2 separate regions of the Mus musculus genome follow, and region 1 is linked to region 2. Evidence: chromatin contacts called from public HiChIP or PLAC-seq data. All regions are on one chromosome and are shown on one strand. The core of a region is the stretch at or near the end of the contact, and the rest is flanking DNA. Distances in the headings are between cores, read along the strand shown.

The links. HiChIP or PLAC-seq counts read pairs in DNA pulled down with a chosen protein or histone mark.
Region 1: an HNF4G HiChIP or PLAC-seq map of pancreatic cancer cells shows a contact between it and region 2. The contact joins two enhancer-like sites.

The regions. Positions count from the first base shown.
Region 1 is chr6:115,291,955-115,297,240 of GRCm38.p6, reverse strand. No RefSeq gene overlaps it. Among named protein-coding and RNA genes, the nearest start is that of Gm38877, 22 kb to the left of the region's middle. Within about 2 kb of position 3,155, at least 7 of the 459 cell types and tissues checked have an H3K27ac peak or open chromatin away from gene starts, as enhancers often do. A contact at or near this core is called in pancreatic cancer cells, where this site is marked.
Region 2 is chr6:114,981,362-114,986,483 of GRCm38.p6, reverse strand. No RefSeq gene overlaps it. Among named protein-coding and RNA genes, the nearest start is that of Gm38876, 38 kb to the right of the region's middle. Within about 2 kb of position 3,648, at least 8 of the 459 cell types and tissues checked have an H3K27ac peak or open chromatin away from gene starts, as enhancers often do. A contact at or near this core is called in pancreatic cancer cells, where this site is marked.

The sequences.
Region 1 (5,286 bases), core at 1,906-4,405, 310 kb before region 2:
AGAGTTTCACTAAGTTGCCCAGACTGGCCTTCAAATCTCTCTGTAGACAAAAAGGCCATGAAGTTGGAATCCTCCTGCCTCAACCTCCCAAGTAGCTGAGATTGCCAACTACATCACCAGGCTCTGCTAAGAAAATACAAATTTTAAAGCTACACCTTCACAATAGGAAAGAAACAGATCTCAAAGAACAGAAAGCTGGCAAAGGAAGTGACCAAGGCGTACAGAGAAACCCCCAGCATATCAGTTCAAGAAATTAACACCTTGGATAAACGGGACATACCATGTGCACAGACTTGTAAACTCAGCATTTCAAACGTGGCAGTTCTTCCCAAACTGATCTTAAGAGTTAGTACAGTGATGGAGCCCGGGCCTCGGGTGAGAAATGGCCTCCCTTTGCCCCATGCTACACTCCAGCTCAAAATATTTCAGGAGCCCCGAAAGCTTGGGAATCAATACTCTACCAGTTTACCATATAAGCGTCAGATATTGTTTTTTCCGACCACCAAGCTACCTACATTTCTTCCATGATGTCTTTGTGTTTCTCATTTAAAAAAAAAAAAAGTTAGCTAATTCTTTCAATTGACCCAGCTTTTAAATTTTATTAATTTCAGTTTTTAACCTTATCTACCTTTGCTTTTATCCTTACCAATTTTGCTTTTGTTTTCTTCCTGTTGATGATTGTGACTTATTAGTCACATACTTAACTTATTTTAATTTTTGTTAACACAGGCGTTTACTATCGTCAGTTTCCTTTGGGCTCCGTTTAACGGTACTGCTGAGATTGTAAAATACCTGTTTTCTAGTATATTTAAAGAATGATTTCATGTTTCCCCTTTGATCCCAGAGCTCTTTGATAATATATTTTCAAGGAAAGAAGCGTCTTCTTTTCTTTTATCTTTCTCCATCCCTTTTGCATTATTGCAAAAGTGGAAATAACAGGATTTGAAAGCATGAAGCTTTACTGCTGATCTGTGGGCCCTTGCAAGCTTGATTTGCACAGCTCCGTGCCAAGTTCGTGATGGATCTCCTGGAGTTGGATGTCCTCTGATATCCCTTCCAGTTCTAAATGTCTATTACCTTCATGCACATGCAGATCGGGGAGAAACCTGCTTTAATGATGGCTTCTCCCTTTAGGAAGATTTTATGCTTGCTGAGAAAACCAGTGTCTCCAAACCCTGACTCACACCTCGCCTGGCTGCAGGGCAGAACTGGGGCGACTTCAATTCGTGCAAAACTTCTTACAGGAGGGGAGTTAAGACAAAGGACAGGTGGCAAGAGTTGGGGACTCCAACCCAGATTCTAGCCACCACCAAGCACAGCCAACTGGTTCCAGGGCTCCTGCCTGGTGCCACTCTATCCCACCACAGGTGGGTTATGTTCTGGTCTGTTAGGAGCAGATATCATATATCTACCCGACTGTTCAGCAAGGGCTGTCAATCAGCATCACTCCTGCACTGGTACTGTGGAGGTGCCCTGGCCAGTGCCTTGGTCTGCAGCTGGGGCACTGCTGCTATTTTGCAGCAGACACCCTGAAGTCATTTGATGGAGAAAGGTGTACTTCCTGCTTCCACATGACGGCTTGAACTCTGTGTTCAGAGGATTTGCAAGCTTCTTCCCCCCTCAGAAATGTTGCTTTTGTTCATGTTTTCTGATATCCGTGTTCCCATCTGGTTCTTAGTGGCTTTTGACCCATGGACTAGTACATACTTACAAAAATCTAACCTTGGCCATCTTTCTTTTCCCTAATTTGGCTCCAGCAGCCACACCCTTACCACAGAGTAAACTTTCAGACTGCCTTTAAAACACACTAGTATCTAACAGATTGACTCCAGGATTCCCATGGTTGCCAAAGCCCACAAATGCTCAACTCCCCTCTACAAGATGGTGTTGTGTTTGCCTAGGACCTGGCACAGCCTCCTCCACACTTGAGATTGTCTCTGGCTTCCTGATGCCATGGAAACACTATAGGAATAGGTGCTTTGAATTGTTTAGGAAATAATGGCACATGCTCTGTACGTGGTCAGTACTGATGCCTCCATCCCAGGTTAATAGTACATGCCAGCCAGAGCCCAGCATAGGTCTGATCCGCTGATGTGAAGCCCAGAATAAGGATAAGGAGAGCCAATTGGATTTTTAAGCGAGTCACTTCCTGCACGTAAAGCTACGCCTTCTCTTGCTCTCTGTCTCCAAGCCCTCAGGCCTCTGATGGCCCAGGGCTCCTTGGAAGGCAAGAACACCTACGTCAGAGCTGAGAGGGGCTCTGGTTTTGCCCTGCCTGGGGTTACAGAGAGGCTCTGGAAAACCATGAGAGCTTAGTTTCCCACTGTGCTCCTCCATGTCAAAGCAGTCCCCTTGCCCAGTTCCTCTGCACGTGGACTCTCTCTTCCCATAATGCCTTTCACGTGAACATCTGTTCCAAATCCTATTGTCTTCATTGTTTCACTCCACCAAGACATGGCTCCTCTGTGTATCCCAGGCTATCCTGGGACTAGCTCTGTAGACCAGGCTGGCCCAGAACTCAGAGATCCTCCTACCTCTGCTTCCTGCATGCTGGATGTACACCATCACACCCAGCTGACCAGACCTCATCTACTTAGCAAGAATTAATGTATGTATTTCCTGACTGTGGATCTCTAATCTGGTTGGTTTGGCCTTTTTGTTTTAGATTTATATGTTTTATGCGGTTTGCTGTTTTATCTGTATGGATGGTCAGAGGAGGTCAGATCCCTTAGACCTGGGGTTACAGGGAGTTTTGAACTCTCACATGGGTTTGGGAATCAAACCCGGGGCCTTTGTAAGAACAGCCTGTGCTGTGAACCACTGAGCCCCTGGTGTAATCTACTGAAATCTTGGCCTTCCTTACAGAAGGAAGACGAACATCACAAAACAGCAGTGCCTGGACACATTTTTAATATTGTGCTTACTTTGGTAATCTTTCATTAAATTGCTCCTGTCACGTAGGGCAAATGTTTTAATTAAAATGGTATTTCAATCAGTCAGCAGCCCCAGGCTTGAAGCGGTGGTAAGGATAAGATACTGCCAGAGAGCCCAATCCTATTTTCCAAGGTACTTGCTCTCTATGGAGCACCTCCTGCTGCTGGCCTGCCTCCTCTGGGCTGGAGGCTGTGGGCATGGATCCAGATGTGACTCAGCCTCTCCCACCACTGCAGATGCACCACTGGGTACGCATGCAAGGCACCTGCTCTTCTCCACTGAAGGGGTCAAGCCCTGTGCATCCTCAGAGGAGTCTGTATCAAGAAGCACCTTCTTCTTCCTGTTGATAATGGCCCTGTGCTTAGCTGCAGCTGTCTGCCTGGTATCTGAAGACCAGCTAGGGAGTCTCTCTGCCATATACAGTGGGTGGCAGGGCTGGCTCTAGTGGGGACTAAACTGGTAATAAATGGTGTTTAAAGACTCAGATCTCCATGGCAGGGAACAAGAACCACCTTAGGGTGTGATATGGGGACTATGGAGAGACAAAACACCACTTAAAGATGTATGTGACCCACATCCCTGAATAGTCAGAATAAATTCATTACAGTCTGTTGGGAACATTGAAGTTCCGTGTCAAAACCTTTTTAGGAAATAGCATTCGAGACCCAAAGAAAGAAACTTTAACAGCTACTGGATCTTAAAGATGCTATTTATGGGTTATGGATTTTCTAGCACATGCCCTGTCTTACAGGACTTCTTTTCCACAAGTCCTGAGAACCCAGGACTTTGAATGGGGTTCCAGGTTCTGGAAGGATGGCTTGAGCAGACGTCAGTGCTTTAAAGAGGTGATTTGGGTGTTTGTAGTTGTCCCAGTTCTAAATAAATGAACATTAGCTTAGCACTCAGAGAGCTGAATCCGGCCCTACAGAGAAGGCTGGGGGGGTCACGAGTATCCTTTTACATTAGCATTGAGCTAGGTATCCCCTAAGGATTCAAACACATAAATTACAGGAGGTTTGTTTGTTTGTTGTCTTGGCTTCTTTTTGGTTGGAATCTAGCCTTTAACAGCTGGGCTGTCTCTCCCGTTTGACTCTGACATCTTTCAGGCAGACAGAATGGTCTCTGAAAGGTCTCTGCAGTCTCGTGGTCAGTGTAGCAGCGATAAGGCTTAGATCCCTGGTCCCTGGGTCATCAGAGAGCTCAGTAGTAAACTGTGAGATGGGGGTGGGGCTATAAAGGTGGGGACTATGTGGCCAAGCTTAAGGGAAAGAGAGCCCATCTTGCCCCCAAGATGTGAGCAGACAAGAGAACACAAGTTGTAGTGGGGTCAGGACAGTTCGGAGAGCTTTAATCTGGAGCAGGGGACTTTCGGGGCAGCAAGCTCAGGGTGGATTTGGTTTCTGTTTGCTGAAGGCCTTGATGATAAGCTCCAGATCGGAGCTTGTGCTCTAGGCAGTGGGGAATTATTCTGGGCATGTGAGTCAGGGATGCACGATGACGAAAGTGGAGCTCCAGGCTTTATCTGGCCTAGCATTTGACAAAGGATGGGGGAAGCTGATTCTGAGAGTAGAGAACACATGGTGAGGCCATAATTTAGGGTTTTGAACAAAGGCAGCGTTCACTTTTGAAAACTGTCACATCAAAGTCCAAAATGGTGGCCTAATTAGTGAGCAGTTGGAGATGCAGGTTGTCTGGTTTGGCAAGAATAGATTCATCCCTGGAGCCTGCCTACCCCCTCAAGGTCAGGAGATTGTGAAGAAGAAGAGATGGCTGGGAAATCCTGCCCCTCTGGATGGAAAGGTTCTCTAGGTTTGCTTCATGTTCAGTTTTAACACATGAATATCTATAACAGTATTTTTAGACAAAAAAAACAAAACAAAACAAAAAACTCCAGACAGCCTGGGGAGGGGTATAGCTCAGCGATAGAGCATGCACCGAACATGTCCAGGCTCTGGGTTGGATCACCAGCACAAAACAAATAAAAAAAAACTGAACACGAAAGCCTGCACTGTCTGTGACACTGGACAGTTCTCTGAGAAGGTTCATTTTGTGGTAGGGTGTTTGAAAGAACATCAAATATTAAAAACAATCCCCTCTTTCAATAATTTTCTGTTATTTCAAAAGGCCACTGATCTGAGAGAAGCCAAGTTCCAAGATTAAAAAGAAGACAACAAACTAACACATAGACATGGAATTCCCATACACGCCATCGCCCTAGAAGTCTGGCTTACGCCTCTAAGACTACCCACCCATCTACTCAAATTAGCCTGTCCCATTCCCAAGCCATCTGCGCACAGCATCACGTTGCAATTACCAGCTCAAAAACTAGCTTTTTGAGAAATCTCAGCCACT
Region 2 (5,122 bases), core at 2,399-4,898:
ATAAAAATGTTCACAGTAAACCAAAATGCTAGATGCACTGCTTAAGTTATTTATATATTTATTCTGTGCTCACAGATTCTAAGCATGTTTCTACCATTGAGCTCCTCTAGCCTTCAAAGTTAGGTAGGTAGGTGGGAGGGAAAGAAAGGGAAGGAAGGAGGGAAGAAAGGAAGGAAGGAGCTATAATATTAAATCTATCAAATATGAGCTTATAGGATAGCCAGATCAACTCCTGTAATGTGTGTGTGTGTGTGTGTGTGTGTGTGTGTGTTACATGCGTATGTGTATTTAATGTGGACTATTCTAAGGATTTGAAACTAGGAGTGACTTGGTTTAGAGTCGTGTCTTTACCTCTTGTAGATTTGTTGCTCTAAGTTTCTTAATCTTTTGGAATCTCAATTCGACTATGTATTGAAAAGGAAATTATGGCGTGTCCACCACAGACTTAATGCCTAGAATTTAATGAATGACTAACACATGTAAAGGCTGGATAGGATCCACCCCTTGGTTAGGGCTTGGCACATGGCAACTGTGTAGGATGGTGACTTATGTACAGCTGCCTCCATGTATGTTTGTGGTGATGGTTAAGGGTATAAAGGCTGGGAGTCCAGTGGGTCCTCAGTCCACTTAATAATGAGATTGTCCCTAAGAAGAACCACACAAAAGGCTCATATTCTGTTGTCAATTCTGCAGGAGAAACAATGGGAAGAGAATGAAGCCTGGTTCCATTCCATTCAGCACATAGGATTTTAAATGATAGTGGAACGGCCAGAGCAGCAGCGGGGCAGGAGTGGCGAGCAGGGCAGCTCTGCAGCAGGCCGGCAGGTCCCACCGAGTCAGAGCGTATCCTGTAGGTCCTGGTCTCCCAGGACTGAGTTTTCTTTGCTAGCACTCAGCAGTACTGGATTTTTCTTTTGTTTGGGGGTCAGTGGGAGATTGAGACAGAGTTTCTCTGTCTCACCCTGGCTGTCCTAGACCTTGCACTGTGTAACAGCCCTGGCCTCAAACTCAGAGATTTACCTGCTCCAGTGCTGGGATTAAAGGCATGCACCACCACTACCAGGATCAACAGCACAGGGTTTTAAAAGGTGAAAAGGTGTGTGTGTACATGCATGGGGGTACGTGTGTGTGTGTGTGTCTGTGTGTGTGTGTCTGTGTGTGTGCATATGTGGAGTTTAGATGAAAACAGTTTAGAATGTATGAACACAGAATAAATAAATAACTTCTGGGTGCACCTGACATTTTGTCCCGCATGAAGGTATATGTTGTGACAGCTTGGTCCTGTCTATTATGGTGTTGGGAGCTGGTGAAGGTCTGAAGAGGCCCAGTTGGAGGCTACTGGGACCCTGGTCCTTTTCTCTTTCCCTCCCAGCTGCCATGAGCAGAGCCCTTTCTTCTGTCACAGTCTACAAAGCAATAGAGCTGGGAAAGGGGACTAATGGGACCAGGGGAGAAAGGAAGGGGACAAGGCCTGAGGAGGAATTGCTCAACACAACTTGTACATACACTCATACACACACACTCTCACACACACATATATATACATACATATACACACATATACATATCCTCTCACACACATACATATACAATATATATACACATACTCATACATAACTACACTCACACATACATATACACAAATATATACAACACATACAATTATATATATATATATATACATATATATGGAAATTAATTTTTAATTAAAATTTAAAGAAAGCAACTAAGGTTGCACTGTGTTCTTGGCCGGCTAGCACATAACTAGGCTTGAAAGAGACCCTGAGTGTGTGTGCTGTCTCCAAATGCACTGTTGTCACCCTGCCCTTACGTAGTGACATGACCAGTAATGGAAGGAAGTTGCACAGAATTGCTCCTAAATTGTGGAATGGGAGCAAAGATTAAACTGCCCCGTGATTTACTTCTAGGTGACCTTCAGCTGAGGAGCCGCTGGTGGCACAGAGAGTGTGTCACGGGGCATTGTCATTTTGATGTCTGGGGCCAGTAGTTCCTTAAGCCATTCTGTGGGTCTGATTCCCACTTGGTGAATAAACAGGGTGACATCATGGTGCCATGATCTCAAGGGATTGTTGGAGTTGGCCTGCTGTTTGCTGGTTGGGAGAGGCTGGCAGTGGTCTCTGGGGATGTTTGTCATCACTACAGCTCATAGTCCTGTGGCTCTCAAGGGATGGGTGACAAACTGCCATCTTTCGGTCCCTTCGGCCTCCTCATGGCCCTCTGTACTTAGTCTGCTTGTCTCTACAGTTCAGCCAGAGTCCTAGCTGTGCAACTCCAGGAAACTTCCTGAGCATCCTGGGCCCACATTCTGTTCATATAGAGGGCAGAGGACTACTTACTACTGACTTGAAGGATTCATCACTGTGAATATCAGCTCAGAATCTACTTGGCACACCCCTGATGAGGGTCAGGAAGAGAGTGGACCCCAAGGAAATGATGGCTCCTGACCTGCATGGAAAAGACACTACTACTACTACTACTACTTCCAATGTATACAGAGGGCGCTGGAGAGATGGGCCCATGGTTAGGGGCACTGGCTGCTCCTGCAGGGGATCTAAGTTGGATTACCAGCACCCACCCAACTGCCTGCAACTCCAGTTCCAGAAGATCCAATGTCCTTGACTAGGCTCTGCAAGCAGTGTATGCACGACACAGACACACAGACACAGACACACACACAGACACACAGACACACACACACACACACACTACATCGCAAAAATTCTTCTAAAAATGTTTATTAAATGGGGAATGGCATTCAGTAACCAGTAAAGGGAGGAGAAGCCATACTCTCAGGTCCTGTTGGCAGAATCTAACATGCAGTAGCTGTTCAATAACTGTGACATTGAAAACCATCGTGAGTCTTGAGCACCTCAAAAGGCAACAACACTTAGCATCTACTATAGTCCAGGTACTATAAAGACCCGAAGGAACTTATTTTTAAAAGGAAAGCTAGAATTTGACTCCCAGATTACCTGATGACCAGTCATTATATGATGCTGGACCATGCTAATTTCACTCATGAGGATGAACAGGCATGAAGCAGGATCTACCTTGGGGAGGATAGATGTTTTATGAATGAAATCACGATGGGTTGTGCAAACAGTCTGGCAAATCTGGACCCTATAGCCAGCATCCCCCACAGGGTGAATGAGTCAGTCAGCTCTGCGCTGTTCAGTGGTGTGGCCAGCAGGGCAGAACTCCTTAGAGGTTTTTCTGTGGCTCTGGGGGTCTCTTGGTTGTGAGAGGATGGGTACTTTACCAAGCTGCCTTGGCAGCAACTGTTGAATGCAGTTTATAGCAAAGGTGACAATGTCCTTCTCTTCAGGGTCAAGCTGAGCATCGTGGCTGGACAGAATCAAGTGTCCCTAACACTGGAAGGCTGGTCTGCTTGTCCAAGTCCCTCCCCATCACCTGAAAAAGATTCTGTGCCGGTAAGTTTTTGTCAACGTGATACAAGCGAGGGCCATCTGGGAAGAAAGAGCCTCAGTCGAGAAAAAGTTTCTATTTGAGGCTTGTGGGCAAGTTTGGTTTTGTTTGTTTTTTGATTAATGATTGGTGTAGGAGGGTCCAGCCTACTGTGACTGGTGCCACCCCTGAGCAGGTGGCTCTGGGATATATAGAAATGCAATCAAATCAAGCCATGAGAAGCAAGCAGGTAAGCAACGCGCCTCCATGGCTCTGCTTCAGTTCCTGTCTGCTGGTTCCCATGAGCTCCTGCCCTGGCTTCAGTTAGTGATGAACTGTGATCTGGGAAGTGTGAGCTGAAATCAACCCGTTCCTCCCCAAGCTACTTTGAGCCATGGTACTTACCACAGCAATAGAAAGCTGCCTGGTGGGCTTGTTCTTTGGGTCACTCAGAGGAAGATGTCTGCAAGGTCCAGACTTCTGATGAGACGTAGCTATGCCATTCTTTGCCAGATCCCTAGATATTGTGTTGTCTGGTCTCTCTAACTAACTGTGAATGCCATTCCTAAGGCATCCTTTGCCAGCTTAGGGTAGGCATCTGGCCAGGCTGGGGCTGAGGAAACTAGGGAGGTAGGGAGAAAGGACCCCGCCAACCAGGCTCAGGATAGTAGGCTTTCCCAGTGTTTCTCAGGCTTAGAGGACATACCTAGCAAGCTTCCTATGTGGGTAGTGTGAAGACTGGAGAGAACAGAATTTTAGTCAGATGTGCTCAGTTGCTGTTGTGGCTCCTCAGGAAGGTGTTGTGGGTTGAGATGGTCCTCTGCACTTCAGCCTGGCTCTGTCAGGCCAGCTGTGCAGTCTTGGGGAAATAGCTGAACCTCTCTGAGCATTGATTTGCTCAGATAAAAAATGGTGAGTGATAGACCTGTCATCACAGTCATTGTAAAGGTGAACTTTGATCTCCCACTGTGAGACACTGAAGAGGGACATGGGATCTGATGTTAGATGCTTGGAGGAGGGACTGCAGGAGGTAGGTGCTCGGGGTTTGGTTGTCAGGTCTTCAGGGTGTAGCCTTATGGTCAACATGCAGATACCTGTGCAAAGATGGAGCCAGGGCCTTGGATACCGTTGGCTGGGTGAGGGCTTGTTTGCATGCAGGCATCCTGGATTCAGTCTCTGGAACTACCAAAACAACTACCAGATTTATAAAGAAGAGGAAGCAGGACTCGTGTGACTCTCCCTATCTGTCACCATGACTGCTGCACCATCTGAGACTCGGCCAGCAAACAGTCCCTTGCCAGACACCTGGGGCCATGCGCATGCACTTCCCACCTCCTAAATTATGAATCGAAGAAACCTTTCCTCTTCTTAAACATTAAAAAGCTACACTTATTAATTTGTGTGTGTGTGTGTGTGTGTGTGTGTGTGTGTGTGTGTGTGTGTGTGTGTAGGCCAGAGGACAACTTGTACAGTTGGTTCTTCCCTTCTACAGTGTGAGTTCTGTGGATCAAACTCAAGTCATTAGTCTCGGTGGTAAGCACCTTTACCCAACAAACCCAAACCTTATTTCTTTATAAAGTTGCCATGCTTCTGACATTTGGGTATAACAACAGAAAACTCACTATGACACTTGGTTTAGGTCTTTTCCTCCTGAAAGCAATCAATTCCTAAGACAACTTTTCTCTCCCCTCCCCTC